2 separate regions of the Triticum aestivum genome follow, and region 2 is linked to region 1. The links are chromatin contacts, called in public Hi-C maps. All regions are on one chromosome and are shown on one strand. The core of a region is the stretch at or near the end of the contact, and the rest is flanking DNA. Distances in the headings are between cores, read along the strand shown. Region 1 holds the start of LOC123088036. Region 2 holds the start of LOC123088038 (mitogen-activated protein kinase kinase 2).

What was found. Hi-C and Micro-C count contacts between places; a contact is called where the count stands out from the background.
Region 2: a Hi-C map of leaf shows a contact between it and region 1, with 5 times the contacts expected there. The contact joins the promoter of LOC123088038 here to the promoter of LOC123088036 in region 1. A contact is called at or near these places in 2 of 5 Hi-C or Micro-C datasets (both in leaf).

What each region holds. Positions count from the first base shown.
Region 1 is chr4A:673,323,289-673,329,811 of IWGSC CS RefSeq v2.1, reverse strand. LOC123088036 reads left to right here and starts at 4,140. Exons shown (of 9, transcript XM_044510182.1): 1 at 4,140-4,477; 2 at 4,581-4,668; 3 at 4,872-4,982; 4 at 5,232-5,314; 5 at 5,662-5,776; 6 at 6,127-6,218. The coding sequence starts at 4,218. It overlaps LOC123088037 (iron-sulfur assembly protein IscA, chloroplastic), which reads left to right and starts at 652. Exons shown (of 3, transcript XM_044510185.1): 1 at 652-938; 2 at 2,053-2,274; 3 at 2,501-2,911. The coding sequence starts at 767. The coding sequence ends at 2,676.
Region 2 is chr4A:673,596,888-673,603,410 of IWGSC CS RefSeq v2.1, reverse strand. It overlaps LOC123088038 (mitogen-activated protein kinase kinase 2), which reads left to right and starts at 3,715. Exons shown (of 9, transcript XM_044510186.1): 1 at 3,715-3,944; 2 at 4,071-4,155; 3 at 5,192-5,332; 4 at 5,492-5,716; 5 at 5,837-6,019; 6 at 6,132-6,337. The coding sequence starts at 3,886.

The DNA.
Region 1 (6,523 bases), core at 2,891-5,390:
CTTTTTACAGTTCAAAAGTTATCCGTCTTTGGTTCCTCCTCTCCGTCGCCCTTTGTCTTCTGCACCTCATCTGTCATAGATTCAGCCAGCACCGCCGTGGCACTGCCAATTTAGCAGAAAGAATTTGATGCACCTAGCGTTGTTGAGAAAGGTGGGTGGGCGTGGAGGCAGCACTTGTGAATTCAGTTTCGGGAGATGGCGATGTTACTAGGTCAGATCCAGATGGAGGAAACGTGATGGGATTGAAGAGGATGTAGTTGAGAGAAGAAACAACACATGCAAGATTGCAGGAAATCGGCACAACAAGAGCTCCGAGTCTCCAGCCGCCCTGCAACGAATTGACAACCAGAGCAAAGGAACCAGAGCAAAGGGATCTTGGTGTAATTTTTAGTTTGATGCAACTTTTTGCTGTTCTTTGTTTACTTAAGTTGCTTCAATCCATGGTTACCATTCTTGTCGGGACATTATAGCATTTTTATTAATCAATAATAAAGTCAAATGGTTGCTACAAAAATAGTGAATCAACTGTATAATTCTGTTTAAATGAAGTTAGTTTTTTTTAGAACTGTTCAAATTAAGTTAGTAAAAGTCCATCTCGAAAATATACATAATTGTGGACCGCAGAGAGCCCCGAGCCCACAAGCCACCGAAATCGGGGCGGCCCGCCAGCCACAGGATCTTTCCTCGCTCCCTCCCTCTCTCTCTCGCCGTCGTCGTTGCTTTCCCCCACCCTCTCTCTCTCCCCAGCCCCACCCGATTTCCAATCATGGCGCTCGCATCCGGCACCACGGCCCGCCCGCTCCTCGGCCGCCTCCCCGGCACGGCGCGGCCCCACCTCGCCGTCTCCCCCTCGCCCTCCGCGCCCGCGTCCTCCGTCCGATTCGCCGCCCGCAGCGGGGGCTCCCGCGCCGTCTCCCTCCGCGCCTCCGCGCCGCCAGGTCCGTGGTCAAACCAGATGTTAGACGTTCTCCTCCGCGCATATTTTTAAATTGAAATACGTAGGATCGTTTTGGGCTGGAAGGATTCGGATCGAATCCCTTTGCCGGGCCTCTTTTGTTCTTGTGATTTGCGAGAGCCGGTAAAATGAAGCCGGATTGATGATGCGTAGCTGCCTGCCGTGAGAAATACAGTATGCAGCGATGGCCATAGGGGCTGACCTTGATGTAGCGGTGGTGCGCCTCGTTATCTTGATTCAGGCGGCTGAAAATTGTCTCGATTGGAGTTTGCTGAACGCGTAGTTGATGGCGTTGCCTGGCCTGTATTGCCTGAGTGAGCTGCTGGTTGCCTGCTCAGTACCGTGTGTGGCAAATTTGTCCATGTATTGTTGGTGGTTGTCCCCACTAGGCTTGTAATCAGAGCGACCCCATCCTAATTGTAGATCTTCCGTCCACTGCCCCTAATATTAAACAGTTTAGATAACATGGGTAAAGCAGAGACATGCTCCTGGACAATCCTATTTCTGGTTGCAGTGTCAGCCTATCAGGTGGGAAAGCAGTTACGTTACGTGTGTGGCATGTTTCTGTTTTCTTCTCTGTGCTATTCTGGAGTTTGTTTGTACCAGATAAAATCTTTATATAGGTAATAGTGTAATTATATACATCTGTTTGATCGTTATATGCTGTATCTGGCATGCCGTATGCATATGTCTAGCTATCTGTATCTATCTGGAGTAGTTAGGTACTTAGGCCTTGGTTGCATTATCCCTATCCATCCAAGGGGATTAAGCAAAGATGTTGTCTTTATAAGTTCTTTCCTTGTAAACTTATATATTTTTAGAAATGTGTCACAACTGATGAACAAGATTATTTTAGTTGGCTTCAATAACCTGGTCCTTCCAGTCATCCTACATCACTCATCGGTTCATCTGTCTTGCATGAGCAAGGGAATAGTTGAGGAAACACTGAAGATTTAATGGCTACAAGATAGTCAGATATATCCTACGATTTTCGGGATTTTAGATGCTTCATGCAAATGCTGCAGAATTAGAAAGAATTTCAGACAAGTTTTGTTCAGCATTAACATAGTAAAATCGTTTACCATACTTTGCAGCAGCTGCAACAGCAACGCCTGGTAGCATTGCACCAGCCATCTCATTGACAGAGAAGGCCCTGAAGCATCTGAACAGAATGAGGGCCGAAAAGAATGAAGATCTCTGTTTGAGGATTGGAGTTAAACAAGGTGGATGTTCTGGCATGTCTTACACCATGGAGTTTGAGAGCCGAGGAAGCGCCAACCCTGACGATTCAGTCATCGAGTATGAGGGTTTCACAATAGGTAACTGCTTTGCCTTGACTGTATATTCGTTTGAGAGGACATGGATTTGCATTTGTGCTCGAGATTAGAGTAACACTTTTGCATTCCAAATAAATCCTTGGAAGGCTTGAAATAGTCCACAGGCTGTTGATCACAAGTACATGTGACAACCCATTCTGTTTATTCAGGCCAAACCCACCTGGTCTACCGGAACTCTAACGAGACAATATATTTTGTGCGCCTGCAGTCTGTGACCCAAAGAGCCTTCTCTTCATGTTTGGAATGGAGCTGGACTACAGCGACGCTCTCATCGGGGGCGGCTTCAACTTCCAGAACCCAAACGCGACGAAGACGTGCGGGTGCGGCAAGTCGTTTGCGACCAGCAAGGAAATGCAGAGCACAGCAACTGCCTGCAACAACTGAACTAGAAATATAGTGCCAGGGTGTGATATTATCATGCATCTTTGGTTGCTCCTGCATCCGGAAATGGCCGGATGGACAATACCACAGGTTCACAGATATACTCAGAATGAATGGCTACAATTTGTAATACAGTTCAGTTCAGTGTGTATCAAGATTCCAATGGGGCTTGTAAGTTGTAACTGCTCAGTAGAATTTTTAAAGATAATCATGTGAAGATAGATATACTTCTTTCTCATTCTGATTATAAGCTACTCCCTCCGTCCCATAAGGTAAGACGTTTCTTGGCACTAGTGTAGTGTTAAAAAACATCTTATATTATGGGACAGAGGGAGTAGACGAGTGCACACTACGCCTCTCAGTTTGCGAAGTGCTTATTTTTGTAATCTGATGTCGAAAATCAGCCGCAAAAGTAGTAAAAAAAGGGATCAAACGAACACCAAAATACACAAAAAGTCGGTTCAACAAATAGGATTATGATAATGCATTTGATATTCTCTAGTTGCCTGAAAATGAGAGGCCTGTAAGTTGATTTTGGTAGGTGGAGCTGGAGCTGGAGCTGGGGGCGGGGATGACATGGGCGGTTGTGTCATCGTCGGTAAGGGCGACCCGAGAAATGACTCGGAGATGGGGATTACACGGCTGATCATGGTAAGGGCGACCCGAGAAATGAGTCGGAGATGGGGATTACACGGCTGATAATGGAGTCACTGGCAAAGCCAAGGCGGAGGTTGATCAGTGTGTGTGCTTGTGGTGGAGGGGGTTGGGGTCACCGGAGATGGGGATGACACGGTCGACCATGGGGTCGCTGGCAAAGCCGAGTTGGAGGTTGACCGGTGTGTGTGCTTCTGGTGGAGGGGGTTGGGGTCACCGCGCTGCAAAGCCGAGGCGGAGGTTGATCGGTGTGTGTGCTTGTGATGGAGGGGGTTGGGGTCACCGGGGTATAGGGATGACATGGCCGATCATGGGGTCGTTGGCAAAGCTGAGGTGGAGGTTGACCGGTGCGGGCGCCCGTAGAGGGGGGAGGGGATGTTTAGAGTGACGGCTAGGGCAGTGGCGGCTCAGATATGGCAGGATGGCGGTTTAGCCGGTAATGGGGAGCTCGGGTCGACGAAGGTCGTAGGGCAATAGCGGGCATGCAAGAATCGGCTGAAACGCAAATTGACTGACAAATGCCAAACAGAATCTATAGTCTAACAGTCTTTCTGAATCTCAGTCGACTGAGACTTGGTTATGTCTCAGTTGATGCCATACTTGTGAGATCTTACATTGAGATTCCTATAAAAAAATTATTTTATTTCTTTATATTATGCGACTTGATCGAGACTTGGTTAAATCCACCGACACCTATCCACACCCCAAAGCTAAACCATACACCTCACACTTTCACGGGACTAAACCATTCCAAACAATCTGGAGCGTTCAGTTCTCCATCGGACGGCGATCCCGTTTCCGAAGCAAACCCACCGTTATCCACGCAGCACGGGGGAGCAGCCAGTCACAGCTCGGCCACGTGCTGCTTCTCCCCTGCGCCGCACGAAGCAATGGCGACCTCGCCGGCGCTGCTCTCGCGGCAGTACGCGCGCCCCTCCCATCCTCTCCCCCGCCAGCTCCTCGCGCCTTCGCCCGTCGCCGTCGCAGCCTCCCCTGCGGTGCGGCTGCGCGTCCGCCGCGGGCCTACCCCGGCCCAAGCCAAGTTCGGCAAGTTCGACGCCGCCGACGCTCCCACGGAGGCCGGGCCGACTGCGCCGGCGACATCGGAGGCCGACGGCGCGGCGGGGAAGGCGGTGCTGGAGGACGACAGGTCAGGCACGCTTCCGGCTCGGGGAAACGCCGCCGCGTTGCTTTGGATTGCGGCGCGTCTGACTGACAGCGTGCGTTGTTTCTCGATGTCTCTGTGGTTTCAGTTGCCTGCCGTCGGATCTGGAGGGCGCGATATGGCAGTCGGGGAAGGCGAGCGCCGATTTCGTCAACTCCGGCGGCATGCGAGGAATTGTACGTTTCCAATTGCCCATGTACACACTGATCTGACAGTTTGGTTCAGCCTTACTTAACCTGCTGTGAAATCTCTGCATTTTTTTTACTTGGAACGCCATGGAATGGAACAGTTTCAATGTTCAAGTTCCATCCACCATTATATTCTCCTATCACATTCTCACCATTGATGATCCGTTCTTGTGTTATCATCATTGCTGTAGGCAGAGCTGCTGATCCCTCAGTTGGAGTTCCTCAACCAGGAAGGAGCGCAGGCTGAGGTCTGGGCGCTGTCGAGGATACTCCTCGACACACTCGCGGAAGAGACCGGCCAGGTTTGGACTTTGGATGCAAGGTCATTTAGCGATAAATAAATGCAACTTTTGCTCTGTCTGATCCATCTGCAGTTGCATGACCAACTTCATCACCCACACAGATTTTTAAATGCCCAGTTGCCTCCCTTTTTTATCTCTATCTGACTGAGATGCCCCTGATTTGAAGGCCCCCCATTGATTGTGAATCTTGTCGTTTAAGTCCCTTGGGTATATGTTCTTTACATTCAACTTGCTGTCTGTCTACCGCAGGTAGTTAAGGCCGTCTTCCCTGACGCTGGAGTGGCTGCCCTTCTCAAGCACCAGTGGAAAGATGCAAAGTTCAAGTGTGCTAGGTATTACCTTACTTCCAGTAGCGCAGTCACAGTGGTATTCAAATTTTTTGCATATGTTATATGTAATGGTTCATTTTTCTATTCGTGTTACATGCAGCAGTATTTACAGTGAAGCACATTAGTTTTGTTGCTAAGATCTTTCCAGTAAATTCTCTCCAAATGATTCGTGGCGTGGGTATCATATTTTACTAGACAGGTTCACAGGATAGGACAAGATGTGGACCAATTTGAGTTTCTTTAGAGAATTAGATGTTATTAGTTGCTTCTATCTTGAAGGCATAAAAGATGATTACCATGAGATTTCTTGTGGATCTAAAATCTTTCTATTCTCTTATCTTGATTGGCAGTCTTAGCGACCGAAAGCCAGTTGATACTGATGACGGAGTTGTTGTTATGATTATCCCTGACCACCAGATGCTTGAATCTGTTGAACGCATCGCATCTCAACTCGCTGATGATCCCGTATGTAACTTATGCCTGATCAAGTTTTCAATGTTGGCAGATACATGTGCATTAATTTACAGTAAGGAAAATGAATTCCGTCTTTTGTGTCGCAAGCAAAGTTGGTAGGATAGGATCAGCATGTGTATTTACAGGTCATTTTTGCATGCATGTATATTTGTAGGATCTATATTCATTTGCACATCAGCTTAGCATATCCATCGCATGGCATTTTTCATTTGCCCAAGCACATCCATCTATGTTCACATCTTGTATTTTGTTCAACAGTCTGTACATCACTATTATCATTTGTATATATGTTCCACTCAATATGGTATCTTGAAATAACTTCCAGTTTTAATCCACTGAAGATAAGACCTCTTGTCATGTGGAACCCACGTCTTGTTAGTGGAGATGTTGGAGTGGGATATAATGTTCGGAATCTACGCAGAAATTTCTTAAGGTAAGTGAACGGAAACATCTGTACATTGTTGCCTCTATGTGTACTATTGGTATTTTCCGACATATAAACAGTTGTTGATTGTGGATATCAGAGTATGGATATGGACTGAGAAACATCTTCTATACCGCGATATGTAACTGTTTCTAGTTACAATAACATAAATAAGTACCAAGTTAAAGAAACAGATCCCGTCAAAGAGATATGAATAGTGAATTAGTGATGCATTCATGAAACCATACTGAAATGCTCTGAAGTATGGTCCACTATATACTATACCTATAAATGATGGTCATCTGTATAAATTT
Region 2 (6,523 bases), core at 2,466-4,965, 270 kb before region 1:
CGCTGGACTTGCCGTTGATTTTGCTGTGGAATCTGAGCACTTAGAGACGAAGGCGGGACGTCGACGGTTGTTTCTGCTGGAGCTTCCCGAAGGAGGCGACTGGCGCGACGTGGTTTGGGGTTTTGCAGAGAAACCCCAGCACGTCGGTTAGCCATTGGACCGCGAATGTTTTATCGGTTTTTTGTTGTCTTCATCTTTATCTGTGGCTTGAGCTTGCAGGTGTCTGCAGGCTGTAGCATCGTCGTCGCCCCCAAAGCTAGCACGTCTAGAATGCTGGTGTTTTCCAGCGCCGTGATTACTTGTTTGCAAAATCGCAGTCTTGATTTTCTCTAGAAGTTTGGTAGTACATCTTGATGAGCTTTTCTTCTCACCTCACTTTTTTTTTCTTCTCTTAGACTTGCTGTGTAAACAGGCTTTTTTCGCGTACGAACTATCCACCCATGTTTAAAATAATTACAAAAATGCAGTAGAAAATTCTAGCTTTTTTGATAATTTTTTTGATCTATTCAATCACGCTATGGTAGTACAAAGAACACAGTGACTTTCCGAAGGTGAGCTGAGCATCTCTTGACACTAGACTTGCCATGTACAGTATGCACAGACAAGATTTGCATGTAGCAGCACATCACTTGCTGGTGCCTATATGTAGCCGGTTTAGCCTTTAATGTTTACATCTTGGTTGATGATGATGATACTGATGGCTCAACTCGGCCGAGAGGACAGGAGGAGCCGGGGCTCGCATTTTCCACGGTATTTCCATGTGGGCGGGATGGGTAGTGGGGTATGTGTGCGCCTCCCAAATTGGGTGGTGAGGCGGCGTGAGAGCTACCCTTCCCTCTTCCCTGCTTGCCATGGCACTCGCACCACCGGCGACCTGTAGCGCGCGGGTGGAATCCAACAGCCGAGTCGTATACGCACGCCTTCTTATAATTCCTCTGGTGTACCGTGTACACCGCCATCGTTGTCAGTGAGTGCCTCTGTATTTTTTTGTTCTTCTCTCTCAGCTGTGTGCTCCTGTGCAGTGGCGAATGAACTGGGCAGGCTTTAATAGGCTTGAGCCTGCCCTCCAGCAATGCAAAATAGAGATTAGTAGTTAATAGTACATGTTCCTAGTAGTATTATGGCAAATTCTAGCCTTCTTGAACAAAAGAATTAAGACTTGATGAATTTTTCTTCACACCTTTGACTTTGAGCCTGCCCTTGATTTTCCTCCAAGATTCGCCACTGCTCCTGAGGATGCCTCCATCTATTCGATCGTTATAAAGTTTACAACCATGATACATGCATGATAGTATTTATACATTTATGCATATCATAGTCGATCAAGCACCTATGTACATGTAGGGATGTGCCCTTGTAGTTTCTTCCATCTAATGTGCCCTTGTAGCTCACTAGTCTAGTATTGTTTTTCTTTAAGTATGTCTTACAAAATTGTATGGAGTATCTGCAACATGTAGTATGGAGTATCTCATTCGCAACAAAAAGTATGGAGTATGTACTGCATAGTTGTATGGAGTATATATCATACAAAAGCAGTATGGAGTATATATCATACAGAAGCAGTATGGAGTATCTACAAAATGTGGTTTGGAGGGCATACGGAAAATAATGTACATATACATGTCACACGTGATGGTTACAAATTTGGTTACAAATTGTACTATTATACACTTCATAGATGAATTTACGGACTCAAGAGCATGCCACATATGTGCCAATGCCAACGAGATTTGCATGAAATTATGGCGGATATTGCCGTTGGAGCATGTCTTCACCACACATGCGTAGGTGCCGGATTGCCGCTCTCGCCGCAGCCGCTAACCATAGTCACGCATCAAGTCCATGTTGGGTCAGCCTTTGCAGATGGAATCATCGTTCTGGCCGCCTCCCCGCTGATACTCCTCTTCAGCCATCCCTAATAAAAAGATCAGGTGAAGTAACAACAATTAGCATTCAACCGGGACTTCTACCTCCAATAAATACTTTCTAATTAGTTTAGATACACTCAGACCAAGAAAAACAAATATCAATTGGCCTCACGCATGCATGGAACCACCGATGTGATGCTGTGTACCTTCCTTTTTTCAGATCGAATTCTTCTCACGCGGATTTTAAGAGAGAGAGAGAGAGAGAGAGAGAGAGAGAGAGAGAGATCTAACCGTATTGCCTTATCCTGAGTCAGCGTGTATACAAGACTGAAATATATAAACGGCAAGAGAAAAGGTGGGGCGACCCAGAAAATTCGGAAGCTCAGTCCAACAAACTGATCGGGCATAGATTTTATAGTGCCCACGACAGGCACAGATCTTGATGCAATCAAATGGCAGTGGGGATGGTGGTAACTACAAGCGATGGTAGAAAGGATTTTTCATCTCTCTCTCTCTCTCTCTCTCTCTCTCTATATATATATATATATATATATATATATATATATATATATATATATATATTATAGTACGTTAGCTTATGATTTATCTGTCAATAATAATATGATTGTGTAGATAAATGTTCATCAAATTCTGACTATGAATTACTTTATATTTTGATTAAAAGTTTGGTAAGTAAAATAAAGTAGAATTGGTTCAGAAGGCAAGTAAACATGGGAAGCTTATGTTCTTTTTAAGTTTTTTTTGAAATGACGTTTTTTTAAGTAGTACTCCCTCCGTCCCAAAATAAGTGACTCAAGTTCATACTAACTTTATACTAAGTTAGTACAAAGTTGAATCACTTATTTTGGGACGGAGGGAGTATAAGAGATACGTAGTAGAGATAGAAATGAATCGTATGGCAAGCAATTTTACATTAGTTTACATAGGGAGTAGTTGCATCAGCGGGCCAGCAACAGGGTGATGTCGACGCCCTTCCCGTCCAGAGAAAATCCACAAAAGTCCGTGGACGATCGCACATAGTTCACGTCATAAAGTTTCAAAAATCACACTAGGCTTTTTTTTTCTCTTTCCTGTGTACGGGCTTTTGCGTTATGTTTCACAAGGACCCCAAAAGAAGAAGAAAAAGGCCGTCCGTGGCTTGAAACATTTTGCAAGCATTTCTGTCCTATATCCGTCTCTGCAAGCACAAGGGAAAAACCGGATCATCGTGTAATAAAATCCAAAGATGACATGACGCTGCAGTCCTACTCCCATCTTTCTCTCTCCCTCTCTTTTTTGAGAACGGTGTGTGCTACTATTACTACCAAGCTTTCTTTGTTTAGGGTGCTCATAGTGGTAGTAACATAGATGCCACATAAGCAAAAATGATGATGTGACAAATAGTTAATGAAGAAAGAGGCAAATAGAGTAACCTAATATGTTACCATCACATAGCGTTTTTCAATGCAAAATGTGTCTACAAGACAATAAATAAACATGTGTATGTTACTACACATACGACACTTCCCACTATAAAAGTAGTAACATAGAGTAGTAATGTATGCATGTTACTACTCCAAGTTACTCCCCACTATGACCAGCCTTAGCCGTTGTTCACACCTCACCTTACCGAGGCGAGCGGTGTGTACAATGTGTACTTGCTCGTAGTATATGTGTTTTTCCAACCAAGCCGTTGACGGGGCACGCACGTGCCCGAGTGTTGTCCCCATTGCGCCAGCCATTTAATCCGTAGAATTACGTGGTACCGTAATGCGCAATTTGACAGCGAAGAAAGGTCAAAGTGCAGACGAGGTGGACCAGGACTCGTCGCTCGTCGCTCGTCACCAGCCCAGCCAAGCGCAGCACAGCAATTCAGCAAAGCAGAGCAACCCCCACCCGCCGTTTTTCTCCCCCCACCTTCCGCGTCCCCCCTCTCCACCTAGCAAGCTCCGGCCGTCCGCCCGCGCCCGTCCCGTCCGTCCACGAGCGAGCCGGCCGGGCGCCGCCGCCGACGCCGATGAAGAAGCCGGGCAAGCTCGCGCTGCCCTCCCAGGACTCCACCATCGGCAAGTTCCTGTAAGCAATCAAGCTCCGGCCGCCCCCACCCCTCTTCTGCCCGTTTCTTTCTTTCATTCATTCATTCATTCTTCGGGCGCGTCGCCGTGCTGATCGGTTCGATTCCGGTTGTGGTCACCGGGGCAGGACGCAGAGCGGGACCTTCAAGGACGGCGACCTGCTCGTCAACAAGGACGGCCTCCGCATCGTCCCGCAGAGCGAGGAAGGCGAGGTAAGCCGGCCCACTCAACCCGGTCAGGCACCCCCCCCCCCCCCCCCCCCCCCCCCCCCCTAGGTCCAAAATTAAAATTCCCCAACCCATCTTGTCCTGGACACGCAGGGCTGGGCCTGGCTGGCAGATTGGTACACAGCCTGTACTGTTCTTTTTGTTTTTTTGTAATTTCGTTGATGTCATCAACAGATTTAAAATTTCTTTCCGGATGCGTGATTGGATTGGCAGCAGGTGCCAAGCAGCGGGTTCCTGTCCTCCGGTGGTTACCTTTTCAGAACAACGATTTAGGAAAAATAATGATACGCACTATCGTTAATTTTGATTTTATTTTATTTTCGGTCAAAAATTATTATGTCCCTTTTTCAGACCAGCCATTCAGGCAAAAATCTAATCATTTCTTCTCAAGAAGAGATGGCGGCCTTGTATAGATGTAGTAAAACTCTACTCCCTCCATTCCTAAATATAAGTCTCTTTTAGAGATTCCAATATAGACTAACATACGGAACAAAATGAGTGAATCTACACTCTAAAATACGTCTATATACATCCATACGTAGTCCATACAGAAATCTCTAAAAAAGACTTATCTTTAGGAACGGAGGGAATATTTTTGATAGTGGCCTTGCATACATGAGCAGAAAAAAGTGGGACGTCTGATTGGATCAGAGGGCAGGGAGCAGGGGTTTCCTATCCCCTAATTTCAGAATAACTTTTTAGGAAAAATGATGGGAGTACTACTATTTACTATTTAGGATTTATTTTATTTCCCTTAGGTGGTGGAATACATGCGGTCATCTTTCATGTGGGGATATCCTCACATGCAGTTTATTACTGATGCCATTTATCATGCATCCAGTGGTTGGTCATATTTATCCGGAAATGCTCATGCTCACTTGCTTATACTGGAAGAGTGTTCTCTGCACCCATTTTTGTTTTGAGAATTGTCTAATTGCATTCCTGTTCTGAACTTATTATACTCTTCATTTATCTAGTCTTTGTCTCACCTTCTTTCTGTTGACATACACGACTTCTCTAGGCTCCTCGTATCAAGCCTTTGGATAATAATCATCAGTTGAGCATAGACGATCTAGATTCAATCAAAGTGATCGGGAAAGGTAATAGCGGGACCGTGCAATTGGTGCGCCACAAATGGACTGGCCAGTTTTTTGCTCTCAAGGTATTGTCTCAAACATACATTATTTGATGCTTCTTCTTTAAATCTTTGCTATGCATTTTTGGTTCCTTCAACTTCTTTCTGTAACTATCCTCTCTGCTATTTTACATATCTGTTACAAAGGGTCTTCACCTCCATTGGTGTATGTTGTCATGCCTGCAGGTTATACAGCTCAATATTCAGGAGAGCATACGCAAGCAGATGGCCCAGGAGTTGAAAATAAGCTTGTTTACACAGTGCCAGTATGTTGTCACGTGCTATCAGTGTTTCTATGTCAATGGTGTTATTTCTATTGCTTTGGAGTACATGGATGGTGGCTCTCTCGCTGATTTCCTCAAGGCTGTTAGAACCGTTCCAGAGGCCTACCTGGCTGCAATTTGTAAGCAGGCCAGTGAAATGTCACACAATCAACCACATAGTTTTCCCTACTTTTTTGTTTGCTATCAGAATTGTCACCTTAAAATGACATGGACCTTTTCAATTGACAATTGCAACTTCCTTGTGCAGGTGTTGAAAGGACTGATGTACTTGCATCATGAGAAGCGCGTTATACACCGAGATCTGAAACCATCGAATATATTGATAAATCATAGGGGTGAAGTAAAGATATCAGATTTTGGTGTTAGTGCCATCATTTCTAGTTCTTCTGCACAGCGAGATACATTTACTGGCACATTTAACTACATGGCGGTGAGTGAAAGTTTGTTTAAATTATGTAGACATGCCTTCCAGTGTGGCATGAAAAGATGTTCACCAATTTTTTTGTTTCAGCTAACCAGTGTAAAATGTATACTCTTGACAGCCTGAAAGAATCAGTGGGCAGAAACATGGTCATCTGAGTGATATCTGGAGCTTGGGCCTAGTTATGCTGGAATGTGCCACTGGCAATTTCCCATATCCTCCTCGTGAAAGCTTTTATGAACTTCTTGAAGCTGTTGTCGACCAACCATCACCTTCTGCACCATCAGACCAGTTTTCACCAGAGTTCTGTTCATTCATTTCTGCTTGGTATTTGTGCTTCTCCATTGAACCCCCTTTGTTAATCAATGTTACTCGGGCAATATTTGCAATTTTTAGATCTAGAGCTCTAAAGTATGAGCTTAGGTACAATACCATTATATGCTTGCAGACACGTATTATCTGAACTTCCAGATATTTTTTGTTTTTCTCTCATCTCATCTGTGGGCAGAGTAA